3 separate regions of the Sus scrofa genome follow, and all the other regions are linked to region 2. A link is a contact called in public HiChIP or PLAC-seq data. All regions are on one chromosome and are shown on one strand. The core of a region is the stretch at or near the end of the contact, and the rest is flanking DNA. Distances in the headings are between cores, read along the strand shown. Region 1 holds the start of LSM14B (protein LSM14 homolog B). Region 2 holds the start of ADRM1 (proteasomal ubiquitin receptor ADRM1). Region 3 holds the start of TAF4 (transcription initiation factor TFIID subunit 4).

Region 1 (3,775 bases), core at 138-2,637, 140 kb before region 2:
GTCCTCATAGACACTAGTCTGGTTCATTACCGCTGAGCCACGACGGGAACTCCCAGCTTCCACTATTTCCTCTGGCCCTTAAAGCAAGAAATACTTTACACCTTGATCAAGTACCCATTTCAACACATCTAAGTGAAATAAACGCTTCACAGAGCAACGGCACTCTATGCGGTGAGCTCTCTGCTATTTCTCTCATTCCGGTTCATTTCTATAAAATGCTGGTCACCCTCCCTGTTTTTCAGAACCCAATGCTGATCCCTGATCTGATGTCAGGAGGGACAGACAGACAAAAAGCAAGCGCCCACGTAAGCGCTAATGGAGTAAAGGGCTGTGCAGGGCAGAAGACGGTCTGGCGAACTGGAAAGGGACGGTCTGCTTCTCCATTTTGCCGCGAGGCCTCTGGGCTGGAGGCAGCAGCGAGCAGGCCAGGTCAGGCGGCCCTTGGAAGCCCTGGCGGGGCGGCTGGGATTTATTTTAAGGGACAGGGAGCGCCACCGCCGCTTGGGGGAGGGGCGGGATTCAATGAGACGATGCGCTCAGCACATTATATTTAGCGGCTGACGCGCCGGGAAGCGCTAGTTCCCCGCAGTTACTACTGCGCCCCACCGGCGGAGGAACCCCTTCCAGCCTTCACCACACCGGCAGGGACCCCCGGCCCCTGCCTTTGCCCCCCCGGACTCCCGATCTTCACTCCACGGATGGTGACCTCGTGGGCAGGGAGTCTGACCCGCTGCCTTCACCCCCGCCCTGGGCAAGAGACCCCTGGGGCCTCATTTTCACCCCAGGCGCAGTGACTGAGATCTCCGTGGGCAGGGACTTCGCTCCCCGGAGAAGGGACCAACCCCCAGCCTTCGCCCCTGGGGGAGGGGAGAATTGGGGCACACGCCCCAATTTCTCCAGCCAGGGCGGGGGAAAGCTGCCGGGCACACTTTCGTAGGGGGGAAACCTAAGACCCGGGAAAGGCGTCTACAAGCTCCCGGAGCCTAGGTCCGGAGCAGACGAGCGCGCAGAGCGCGCGGGGCTTCCCGTCCCCGCCCCTCTCCACACACACACGTGCGGCTCGCCCCCCAGCCCCGTCCCCGCCCCGCGCACGCGCACTCCGCCCCAGTCGATTCCCACCCCTCCCCCCAGGCCCGCCCGCCAAGTCTCGTGCTCCCACCCCGCGCGGAGCCCGACGGGAGCGGGCCGAGAAGTGGGGCGGAGAGCAGGGGAAAGCCCGCCCCGGCCGGCGGCGCTGGGTGCGCAGGCGCGGAGCGCGGGCCCGCCCCCAAGCCGGCGGCGCGGCCATATTTAAAGGGAGGCCGGCGCGGCGAGCCAATGGGCGGCGAGCATGCGGGGGCGGGGCGTGGCGGCGCAGGCCCCGGATGTGGCTGCTGCGGCCCCTCCTCCCCCGCGCGTCTCTCACAGACCCCGGCCGCGCGCTGCCGCCGCCGCCGCCGCCGCTCGCTCGTTCGCTGGTACCCGCGCAGGCCCTCGGGCGGCGGTGAGGCGGCGCCGAGGCACAAGGGCGGGCGGCGAGGCGACCGCGCGGAGGCGAGCGGGCCGGGCCCGGCTGGCCGCCGCCATGAGCGGCTCCTCGGGCACCCCGTACCTGGGTAGCAAGATCAGCCTCATCTCCAAGGCGCAGATCCGCTACGAGGGCATCCTCTACACCATCGACACGGACAACTCCACCGTGGCGCTCGCCAAAGGTAGCGGCCCCGCGGCCGCCCCAACCGCCTGGCCCCCGCCCCCCGCCAACAGCCGGGCCTGCGCCGCCGTCCTCCCCGCCCCCGGCGCGCCCCCTCCCCCGCCCCGCTTCCCGGGCCTCCGCGCGGCAGCCGCCGCGGCCCCTCGGGGCTCGGCCTGCACAAAGGGCGCCCCGGCCCCCGGTCCCCGGCGGCGGCGTTATTGTGCTCGGCCGGCCCGCCCAGCCCGGGCTTGGGGTGGGGAGGTGGGGCGGGTCCAGCTCCCGCGGCGCCGCCTCCTCCGCGGCGCAGCCCACCTCTGCAGGTGGGGGGCCGGCGTTGCCCGGCCGCCGCCTCCCCACCTGCCCGCGGGCGGAGGGGCCAGCTGGCGCGGAGCACCCGGCCCCTTCGGGGGAGGGGCGGGGCGGGGGGCCTGGGAGTCTCCCTGGGGCCTCCCCAGAAGCCTGGGGTTGGGAAAGCCCGACTCCTGCAAGCTTTCTGGAACCTATTAAGCGGCTGGGGCCTTGAGCCTGAACAAATACCACGTCTTAATGGATTCTCCTGCCAGGGTAGGAGCGTCGGCTGGCGGCTAGGAGCGCCCATTTAAATCGCTTTCCTGCCCTTATTCAGACGTTCCGCCTGCGGATTCACCGTTTTGTGGCCGACCCCTCCCTGCACGGGCTGGTGGCCGCAGCGAAGTCCCTGGGAGACTAGAGGAAGATGGCTGTGTTGAGGCTTTCCCGGAGTCCAGTCTTTCTGAGGGTGTGGAGGCGGGAGGTGGCCTCAAACTTTCTTTGTCTTCCTTCGGGGAAGGGGGCTGGTGTCATTCCCCGCCTTTTAGGAGCACCGAGGGCAGCCCGGTCTGCAGAAACCCTGTTTGTCTACCCGGGCTTGTCGGGCTCGAGACGCCGTGCTGGGCTTTTAAGGCTCAAGGCACAGCACACAGGCTTCTATGTCAGAGGGAGTCCCAGGCCTTCGGGTCGCAGTTGGTTGCCAGCTCTGGGAATGGCTCGTCCTAAAGCCTGGTGGTGAAGTTTGGATAGACTGCGTTGGTCCGGGAGAGTGTAGCTTTATGAGGGAACGTGGTCGTGTGTAGTCTTGCCTTTTGACTGCATTTGGCTTGAGATCCTGGCTGGAGAAACGGAGGCCCGGAGTAGCCCCTGGTCCTCAGCAGGAGTGTGTTCAGACTAGGTAGAGGCTGCCTGGAGCCCAGCTCTGCCCCAGAGACCCGAGAAGGAGATGCTTGTTTGGGCTCCTTGAACCCTGCCGATTGGGTCAGTAGCCTGGAAACGCGGCCCCCACCCCCACATGGGCGCTGGCGCTGCGGGGCCCCGTTCACAGCCCCTTCTCCCGCTGTTTCCGTCGCGGCTCCTCCCAGGCTGGTTGTGGGCAGAAGGGCAGGGATAGCACGACGTGCTGGCTCTTCTCAGAAGGAAGCAGACTCCTCGGGGGTGACGTGTGGTGAGGTTTCTGTCTAAAGGCAGCCCTGGGGCTGTTGAATCTGCACAGTCAGATGTGCACGGGGTCTGCAGAGCAGCTGTTGTTTGGCTGGGAGCGCTGGTGGCCGTCTGTGTTGGGACGTGAGAACGTTGAGCTCCGTGCGACTGTCAGGCTCTGAGTTGACTCGGCACCTTTTGGAGCTTTGCCCGCCGGGGTCGCGTAGGGATCGTCCACTGGGCGGAGCCGCTGCGGGCGTGTCGGGTGGCGAAGCCGGTGCCTGGGGGCCAGGACCGGCTCCGGGAGGACAGCGACTTAGCCCCTTTTTCCTCAACTCCAAAGTGAGGTCCTTCGGCACTGAAGACCGGCCCACGGACAGGCCTGCCCCGCCGAGGGAGGAGGTTTACGAGTACATCATCTTCCGGGGGAGCGACATCAAGGACATCACGGTGTGTGAACCCCCGAAAGCCCAGCACACGCTGCCCCAGGACCCCGCCATCGTTCAGGTGAGTGCAGCACCTGTTCTGTCCGTCGTGGGCCTTGTCTCGGAGGCACGCTGGTTTCCAGGTGGAACTCGGTGTCGTCTGGCCAGAGGGCTCCTCTCGAGGAGCAGCTCTTCGAGAAAAGGGCTTAAGTTTTGTCTGGGCTGTTGGGGGGGGGCAGTGTCTTTA
Region 2 (3,808 bases), core at 547-3,046:
ATTCAGATTTTTCAAAGAAACTATTGAAAGTGTATAAAGCTTTGTGGGTTTTTTTGTTTTTTGTTTTTTAGGGCCACACCCGCGGCACATGGAGGTTCCCAGGCTAGGGGTCTAATTGGAGCTACAGCTGCCGGCCTGCACCACAGCCACAGCCACATTGGATCTGAGCCACTTCTGTGACCACAGCCCATGGCAACGCCGGATCCTTAAGCCACTGAGTGAGGCCAGGGATCGACCCTGCAACCTCATGGTTCCTAGTTGGATTCGTTTCTGCTGTGCCACGACAGGTGCTGCTTCACTGATTTCTTGCCTGGTTTCACAGGCCATGGGATGGCATTGTCTGCAGGGTGGTGACCGCGTCAGAGGCCACAAAATTGCATCACGTTGTACTAGAATTTTTTTTTCAGGCTGCGTCTGTGACATGTGGAAGTTCCCAGGTCAGGGACTGAACAGGCACCACAGCAGTGACAATGACGGATCCTTAACCCATTGAGCCGCCAGGGAACTCCCATAAGCATTGCCTCAAGTTGGCTGTTCCCCCCGCCCACCTCTGGAACCCTTGAGAGTCTCAAAAATTATCCAGGACCCCACAGAGCTTTTGTCTATATGGGTTTTTAATCTATGGATATTTACCATTATTATAAATTAAAAATAAATATTAACTAATTTAAAAATAACAAAGGCATTTATTATCACAAATAAAATTTTAAAATGAAAAACAGTCATATTTTCCAAAACAAAGAAAAAAATTAGTGACTCTTTAGATCACAAAGCAAGGGGTATGGAACTCACCAGAAGAGGGTACAGGAGTTAAAATGAATGGGTTAGAGCCACAGGTGTCAAGGTGGATAAATCTTAAAAACATTGAGTGAAAGAATACTTTTCACCTTTATACCTTTTATGAAAAGCTTAAAAACAAGTTTTCCATACACATAGAGAGAAAATCACCCAGCACACAGGAAAGTGGGCACACAGTTCAGGACGGCCCTGCCTTTGGCGCCGGGAGGCAGGCGGCGCTGGTGGGGTGTGCGGCTGGGGGCACCTAGCACGTGGGCCGCTTTTCCATTTCTCTGCAGGACTGGGTGTAAATGAAGCGGAAATAAAAGTAGTGGGAGGGCAGCGCCTTCCGTTTATCTAGTCTGGCCTTCCCTCCATCCTGACTGCCCACCAGCCTCTGGAAACGCTGCACCCGCAGACGAGGGGGAGGGGGCAGCCGTGCCAACGCTGCTGTCTGGGGTGCTGGGGGGGATGGGGAGGACTGTGCCATCACTGCTGTTGGGGTACGGGGGCGATGGGGGGCAGCCGGGTCGTCACTGTAATCGAGGAGGATGGGTGGAGGCCATGGAACGGGGTTCGGGGCTGTAGTTTGCCACCTTGCCCCCGGAATGTGAAACCCTCGCGCCCGGCCCCCGGCCCCCGCGTCCTAGGCCATCCTCTCCCTTGAGCTAGCGACTTCTCCTTCGTCTCGGGACCCGGTGTCTCGCACTGACAGCGAAACTGAGAGAGCCTCCAGCGTCCCGCAGGGGCTCGGCCCGGCGCGGCCCGGCGGTCCCGGGGCCAGCGCCCACCGCCCGGCCCGCGCCCGCCTCGCCGTTCCAGGCGCCGCCGCCAGGGGCCGCCGCCGCGCCCCTATGACACAGCAACAATAGGGGCCGCTCTGGCCCGCGCGCCGCCGGCCCGCGCTTCCGCCGGAAGGAGCCGCAGGCGGGGGGGCGGGCCTGGCCGGGTAATGGGCGGCCGCTCTGGCCAATCGCCCGCGGGCCAGTGCCCGCCCCTCTCCTGACGGGGCCCAATCGGCGGCGAGAGCGGCGGGGGGGCGGGGCGAGCGGGACTTCCGGCGGGGCCCGGCAGGCGCCGAGGAGGAAGAGCGATCCCGGACAGCGCCTCTCGGCCGACTCTCGGCGCGGACCAGGTACAGGGGGCGCCGGGGGCGGGGACGGTTACGGGGGCGGCAGGGGGCGGGGTCTGCGCCGTCGGCGGCTGCGGGCGGGCGCCCGGGGGGCGGAGGCCTGAGGGGCAAGGGGCCGGCGCGGGCCGGGGTTCTGGGGCCCGGCTCCCGGGCCAGCCCAGCCGCCGCCCCGCCCGCCGCGCAGCGCAGCCGAGGGCGTCGGGCGGCGGGGTCTGCGGGCGGGGATGGCCAGGTCACCCCGCAGAGGATGCAGCGCCGCCGCGGGGCTTGCTGCGCTTCTCCCGGGTGCTCGGGTTTTTTCTAAGGCAGCGAGCCTGCCCGTATCGCGCAGAAACTCGGTTTTAGGCCACAGCCTTGTCTCCTATCCAGTGTGTTAGCGGTTGTCTGCCCAGCTCACGGTTTTAAACCCTTCGGAGCTGCAGATTTAAAAAGTACGGAGAGTGGTGGTGACGAGGGTCCGCAGCGGTGATGCAGTTCAGGTGCGGGGGTAAATTTCCTTCTCTTAGAAACACGAGAAGCAGCAGGGAACCTGGCTCCCTGGGCTCAGGTACTGCGGGCCCAGGTCCACCCGGGAGGAGTTTGGCGGCGGGTGCTGGGCGGCTTGGGCCTGCCGCCTGCTCCCAGCACAGTGGCAGCCCGCGGTTCAGAGAGAGGGGCTTTCACTCCGCCGCCAGCGAACATTTGAGGAGGAAGTTAGGGTTTCCGTGGCAGTGACTGGGTCCGCTTGCTGGTCCGGTTTCAGGATGACGACTTCAGGCGCTCTGTTTCCAAGCCTGGTGCCAGGCTCCCGCGGGTCCTCCAACAAGTATTTGGTGGAGTTTCGGGCAGGAAAGATGTCATTAAAAGGAACTACTGTCACCCCAGATAAACGGAAAGGCCTCGTGTACATTCAACAGACAGATGACTCCCTCATTCACTTTTGCTGGAAAGACAGGACATCTGGGAACGTGGAAGACGTAAGTGTCTGGTGGCCTCCATCTCATCTCGACCCCCGCCTGGTTGTCAGCGCGGGGCGATTTTCACAGAAGGACCGGTGCCCCAGGGGCACAGCGGCCGTTTCCGTTTTGGCAGGTCTTGGGAGGCCCGGAGCCCCTGGCCTGGTGCCCTTATCAGATATTTTCTTTTGCTTGTGGGTCGTTCTAGCCTCGGGGGGTCTATAGATTCTCCCGTTGCCTGTGTGTCCTTTAAACTTGAAGATTAATTAGGTGCTTTGAATTGGAGAAACTGTATAAAAGTCCTGAACTTACCGCATCCTCGACAGCGTTCTCGAGCGGTCATTTTATTTGGTGTTCTTTGTTCTTCAGACCAAATCATTTCTTGTTAGGTTCGAGAGCAGGTCACAGTTGCCTTTTGACTCATCTTGGAATGTTGCTTCCCCAAGTGTCTCTATTGAAAATCCGTCGAGAGTCAGAAGCCCCCCTTCTCTGTTTAGTACCAAGCCCCTCCTGGCCCTCGTGCCCGCCGTGTGGTGCCTCTGCCCCCCAGAGACCCCGTGGTCTCCGTGTCCTCTCCCCACGCCCCCACACTCAACACGGGACCCAGCGTGTTCTCCCGGAGGTTCCGGGGCTCAGCGATGCTGTGCCCGTGAAGCCGACTCTCCTCCCTGCTGCTCTCTGTAGGATCTGATCATCTTTCCTGATGACTGCGAGTTCAAGCGTGTGCCGCAGTGCCCCAGCGGCAGGGTCTACGTCCTCAAGTTTAAGGCTGGCTCCAAGCGGCTCTTCTTTTGGATGCAGGTACATGGGTTTTGTCAGCATTTATCTTTTTTTCTCCTGTCGTGAAATTAGGTTAGAAAGTTGCTCCCTGGGTGGTAGAATTCGCTGACCGAAGCTGCTTGCCCTGGAACCTTAGGAGTCCAGGGTATGACCTGGGCGCAGGGGCCTGGGGGCGGGCTTGCCC
Region 3 (3,623 bases), core at 149-2,648, 160 kb before region 2:
TCCCAGCTGGGGCGGCACACACCCGCCGGCAGGCAACGCAGCCACTCACCTGGGGGCAGCTGGAAGTTCTGGACGTTGGTCGGGTTCTGCGGCGGCTGCGGCAGGCGTGGGGCTAGGACCGTGGGCGTCAGCGTGGCCCGGATCCCGCCGGTGGTGACCGAGGGCGTCCTGGGCAGGCTCTGGGTCACCGCGCTGGCCGAGCCCTTGGGCAGCCCGGTGGGAGTGCCGGGGGCCGGCGGCGGGAGGCCCGCGGCGGCGGCGGCGGGCAGCGCCCCTTGCATAGTTGGCCCGAGGATCATGCCGGCCCCCGCGCCGGCCGGGCAGCTGGCCGCCAGGGTCTGCGGCGGCGGGGGCGCCGGCTGCAGCGCGGTCTTGGGCGAGTCGGCCTTGGCCACCTGCGCGGGCGCGGCGGCGGGGCCGGGCTGACTGTTGGCGGCGGGCGCCGGGGCGGGCGCGGGCGCGGGGGCCGAGGCGGGCGCGGGCGCGGGGGCCGGGGCGGGCGCGGCGCTGCCCCCGTTCTGAGCGGCCGCCGGGGGTCCGGCCGGGGGGCCGGGCGGCCGGGCCAGGCTGGCGGCGGCGGGCGGCGGCGGCGGCGGGGCGGCGGCGGGCGCGGGGGCGCGGGGGGCACGGCGGGCGCGGGGGGCGAGGGGGCGCGGGGCGCGGGCGCGGCGGGGGCGCCGAGGAAGGGCGGCGTCTGGATGACAGTGGCGGCGGCTGGCTTGGGCGGCGGCGGCGGCGCGGGCGCGGGCCCGTTGTGGAGCAGGCTGACAGCAGGTGCGGCGGCGGCGCGGAGCGAGTTCCCCAGCGCGGCGCTCCCATTCAAAGTTTGCGCGGCGCCGGGGCCGCCGGGCGGGCCGTTGCGGGCGGCGGGCTTGGCGGCGGGCTCGGGCGCGGCCGCGGCCCCCGGCGCGCAGGCCCCGGCCGCGGCGCCCGGCCCGGCCCCGGCCCCGGCCGCGGCGCCCGCGCCGGCCTCGAGCGTGTTCAGCTTCGCGGCGGGCCCTGCGGGAACAAGCGGGCAGCGCGGTGAGGACACAGGCCCGGCCGGCGGCCGCCCGCGCTCAGGCCGCGCCGCGCTCTACCTGCGGGGGGCGGCTCCGGCGCCGCTGCGGGCGCGCCCTCGGCCGGCACGGCTCCGGCTCCGACATGGTTCCCGAGCGCGCCGGCGGCCGCGGCCCGCGCCTCGGGCGCGCGGGGCGCGAGGTGGTGGTGGTGGGCCGCGCTGGCCGCCAGCTGCGACTCGAGCGAGCCCACCAGGTCGCTCACCACTTTCTCGTCCACCTCGCTGTTGAAGAAGACCTCGTCCAGCAGATCCGAGCCCGCCGCCATCTTTCCTCCTCGGCCCGCCGCCGCCGCCGCTCGGCCGGCGCTGGGCGGGGAGGAGGCTCCGCGCGGGCAGGCGGGCGGGCGGGCGGCCGCGGGGGCGGGCGGGGGGCGGCGCGCGCCGGGCGGGGCGGGGGCGGCGGTCGGGCGGGGGGCGCGGGCGTCCTGGCGGGGGGAGGGCGGCGGCGGCGCGCTGCGCAGGCGCGGCGGCGCGCCCGCCCCCGCCCGCCGCCCGGCGCCTCGCCATTGGCCGCGGCGCCCCCCCGCCCGGCCGCTCGGCGCCCGGCGATTGGCCGCGGCGCCTGCTTAAAAGGCGCGGCCAATGGCTGCGAGCGGCAGAGGACGGGGCGCGGGGCGGGCGGTTGGGGTGCGGAGGGCGAGTGGGCGGCGGGCTCCGGCGCCGGTGGGCCGGTAGGGCTGTGGGGGTCTCCGCCGCCAGGCGGGCCGCATGCCGACAGCCGGGAGGATGAAACGGGCGGGGACCGCGGCCGGGGCCTGGTGGGGCGGCGGCCGCGATGACTCGCTCTTTGTCTCCGCTCGCTCCAAAATGGCTGCGGTCGGAGCTGATGGGAGCTCCAGGCAGGCGAGGGAACGGGGACGCCGTGTTCCCCGGACCCCGGTGCCCCTTAGCGCAGCCGCCGTGACTCGCAGGGGCAGGGCGCCTCGGGAGGGCACGGGCGAGGTCCGGGGCCCGGGGCCGCCGGGCGACCTGAGCGCCGGCGCCACTGCTGCGGGCCGGGCGCGGGCCCGTCCTCGGCTGGCGCCCAGGTCTGCCCGAGGCCCGGCGTCTCGCGCGGTGAGGCCGCTGCTCGGGCGGCGGGGCGGGGCGGGGGGCGGCGCCCAAGGCCGCCGGAGCCGCGCCAGGGTGACTCACTTCATCCGGCGGCGCGGCCCGGGACGCGAGTGCCCTAAATTACTGGGTGAGACGGCGGCGCCGGCTAGGACCCGCAGCTCCTGTAGGGAGCCGTCCGCCTGGAGCTGCTCCTCGGGTCCTTGTTTTCCGCTCTGTCCTTTTGACAAAGTAAGTTGTCGAAAAGAACCGTGCGAGCACCTTCTCTATAAAATGAGTTCAGGTAAAGTTCTCTCCTGTGTTTTTTGTGTTTTGTTTTCACCGGAAGATGGTATTCTGGGACATCCCTAGTGGTTTCTTTTGCTCCGCTTTTTTGGGGAAACCCAGAAAGGCCTCCCATCTCCGGCTCCTGCGGGCGAGGCCGCGCCGCGGTCGCCCAGACCTCCGCACAATGAGGGACGCTGTTGACACAGAAGGGTTCTTTTCTGGCCGCCTGAACAAAGGAGCCCGCCGGCCCCCGCAGGCCCAGCTCGCGGGGCGGGTTCTAGACAATGAGCGTGGGGCGTGGAGCCTGGAGAGGGGCTTCCCCGGGGGACGCAGCAGGGGGAATCCCTGCAGAGGGAAAGTCGGGATATTGCACCCCAGCTTGGGTACCCAAAGACGGGAAAGGAAAGGAGTGGAACAGACCTGGGGTGGGGACCTCGCGGCCCCACTGCGCCTTGAGCCCAGCGTGGGCGGACAGCCTGGTTTTCCAACCAGAGCAGAAATGTGCAAAATCTCCTGAATCATGCAATCGTCCAGTGTTGACAACCCCTTAAAAAAGGTTAAGGTAGACCGAGCAAAAGCGTCAGCAGGCTGACTTCAGCCCCAGGCGCGACCTGCGTAGTGGGGAACCGTCTACGCGCTCAGATGGGATCGGGGGTAGCGCCAGGCAGATGACTGCATGCCCGAGACGGCAGGGCCGTGAGACTGCGGACGAGGTGGCCCCTCACGTCCGCCCCTCCAGCCACTGAGCTTTTCAGCCAAGGGGGCTGGTGGTGCCATCTCCGGCCACGCCTGTTTCCCCACGGCCTTCTCCGGAGGCCTGCCAGGGCCCCCCCGCCCGCCCGCCTCGCCCCGTGAGTGCGTCCCCCGCCACCGGCCTCCGCGGGCGGGGCTCAGCGTGCGCCACCCCGCGCGGCTGTGACATCACCCCCAGAGGCCTCCGGGGCACCCTCCAGGCCAGCAGGAAGTGTAGGAGGTGAGGCGACGGTGCGCCGCCGGTCCCCAGCGCCCCTTCCAGGGCTTCGGTGCCCCCCTACCCCCCCTCAGGAAGGTGGGAGCTGCAGACAGCTGAGACGGCTCCCCGCGGGTGGCCGCAGCAAGGCTCGCCCTGGGGGGGGGGGGGCGGGGGCGGAAGCCACGTGGCTCCTCCCCTCCTCCTGGTGGGGGGCGGGGACGTGCTGCCAAACTGTTAACCTTGGGTTCCCTGGGGACGTGGAGCATTTTCTTTGAACGTCTCCGAGTGGTTTTA

Evidence for each region. HiChIP or PLAC-seq counts read pairs in DNA pulled down with a chosen protein or histone mark.
Region 1: an H3K27ac HiChIP or PLAC-seq map of alveolar macrophages shows a contact between it and region 2. The contact joins the promoter of LSM14B here to the promoter of ADRM1 in region 2. A contact is called at or near these places in 1 of 47 Hi-C or Micro-C datasets (liver) and 1 of 2 datasets of contacts at active chromatin or transcription factors (alveolar macrophages).
Region 3: an H3K27ac HiChIP or PLAC-seq map of alveolar macrophages shows a contact between it and region 2. The contact joins the promoter of TAF4 here to the promoter of ADRM1 in region 2. A contact is called at or near these places in 1 of 5 promoter capture datasets (liver), 1 of 47 Hi-C or Micro-C datasets (liver) and 1 of 2 datasets of contacts at active chromatin or transcription factors (alveolar macrophages).

What each region holds. Positions count from the first base shown.
Region 1 is chr17:61,552,566-61,556,340 of Sscrofa11.1, forward strand. It overlaps LSM14B (protein LSM14 homolog B), which reads left to right and starts at 1,388. Exons shown (of 11, transcript XR_002340116.1): 1 at 1,388-1,691; 2 at 3,447-3,610. It overlaps LOC106506742 (a long non-coding RNA gene), which reads right to left and starts at 1,679. Exons shown (of 4, transcript XR_002340119.1): 1 at 1,592-1,679.
Region 2 is chr17:61,691,127-61,694,934 of Sscrofa11.1, forward strand. ADRM1 (proteasomal ubiquitin receptor ADRM1) reads left to right here and starts at 1,797. Exons shown (of 10, transcript XM_021078220.1): 1 at 1,797-1,912; 2 at 2,652-2,865; 3 at 3,529-3,645. The coding sequence starts at 2,653.
Region 3 is chr17:61,528,565-61,532,187 of Sscrofa11.1, forward strand. It overlaps TAF4 (transcription initiation factor TFIID subunit 4), which reads right to left and starts at 1,399. Exons shown (of 17, transcript XM_003360050.4): 1 at 1,036-1,399; 2 at 629-1,033; 3 at 50-626. The coding sequence starts at 1,326.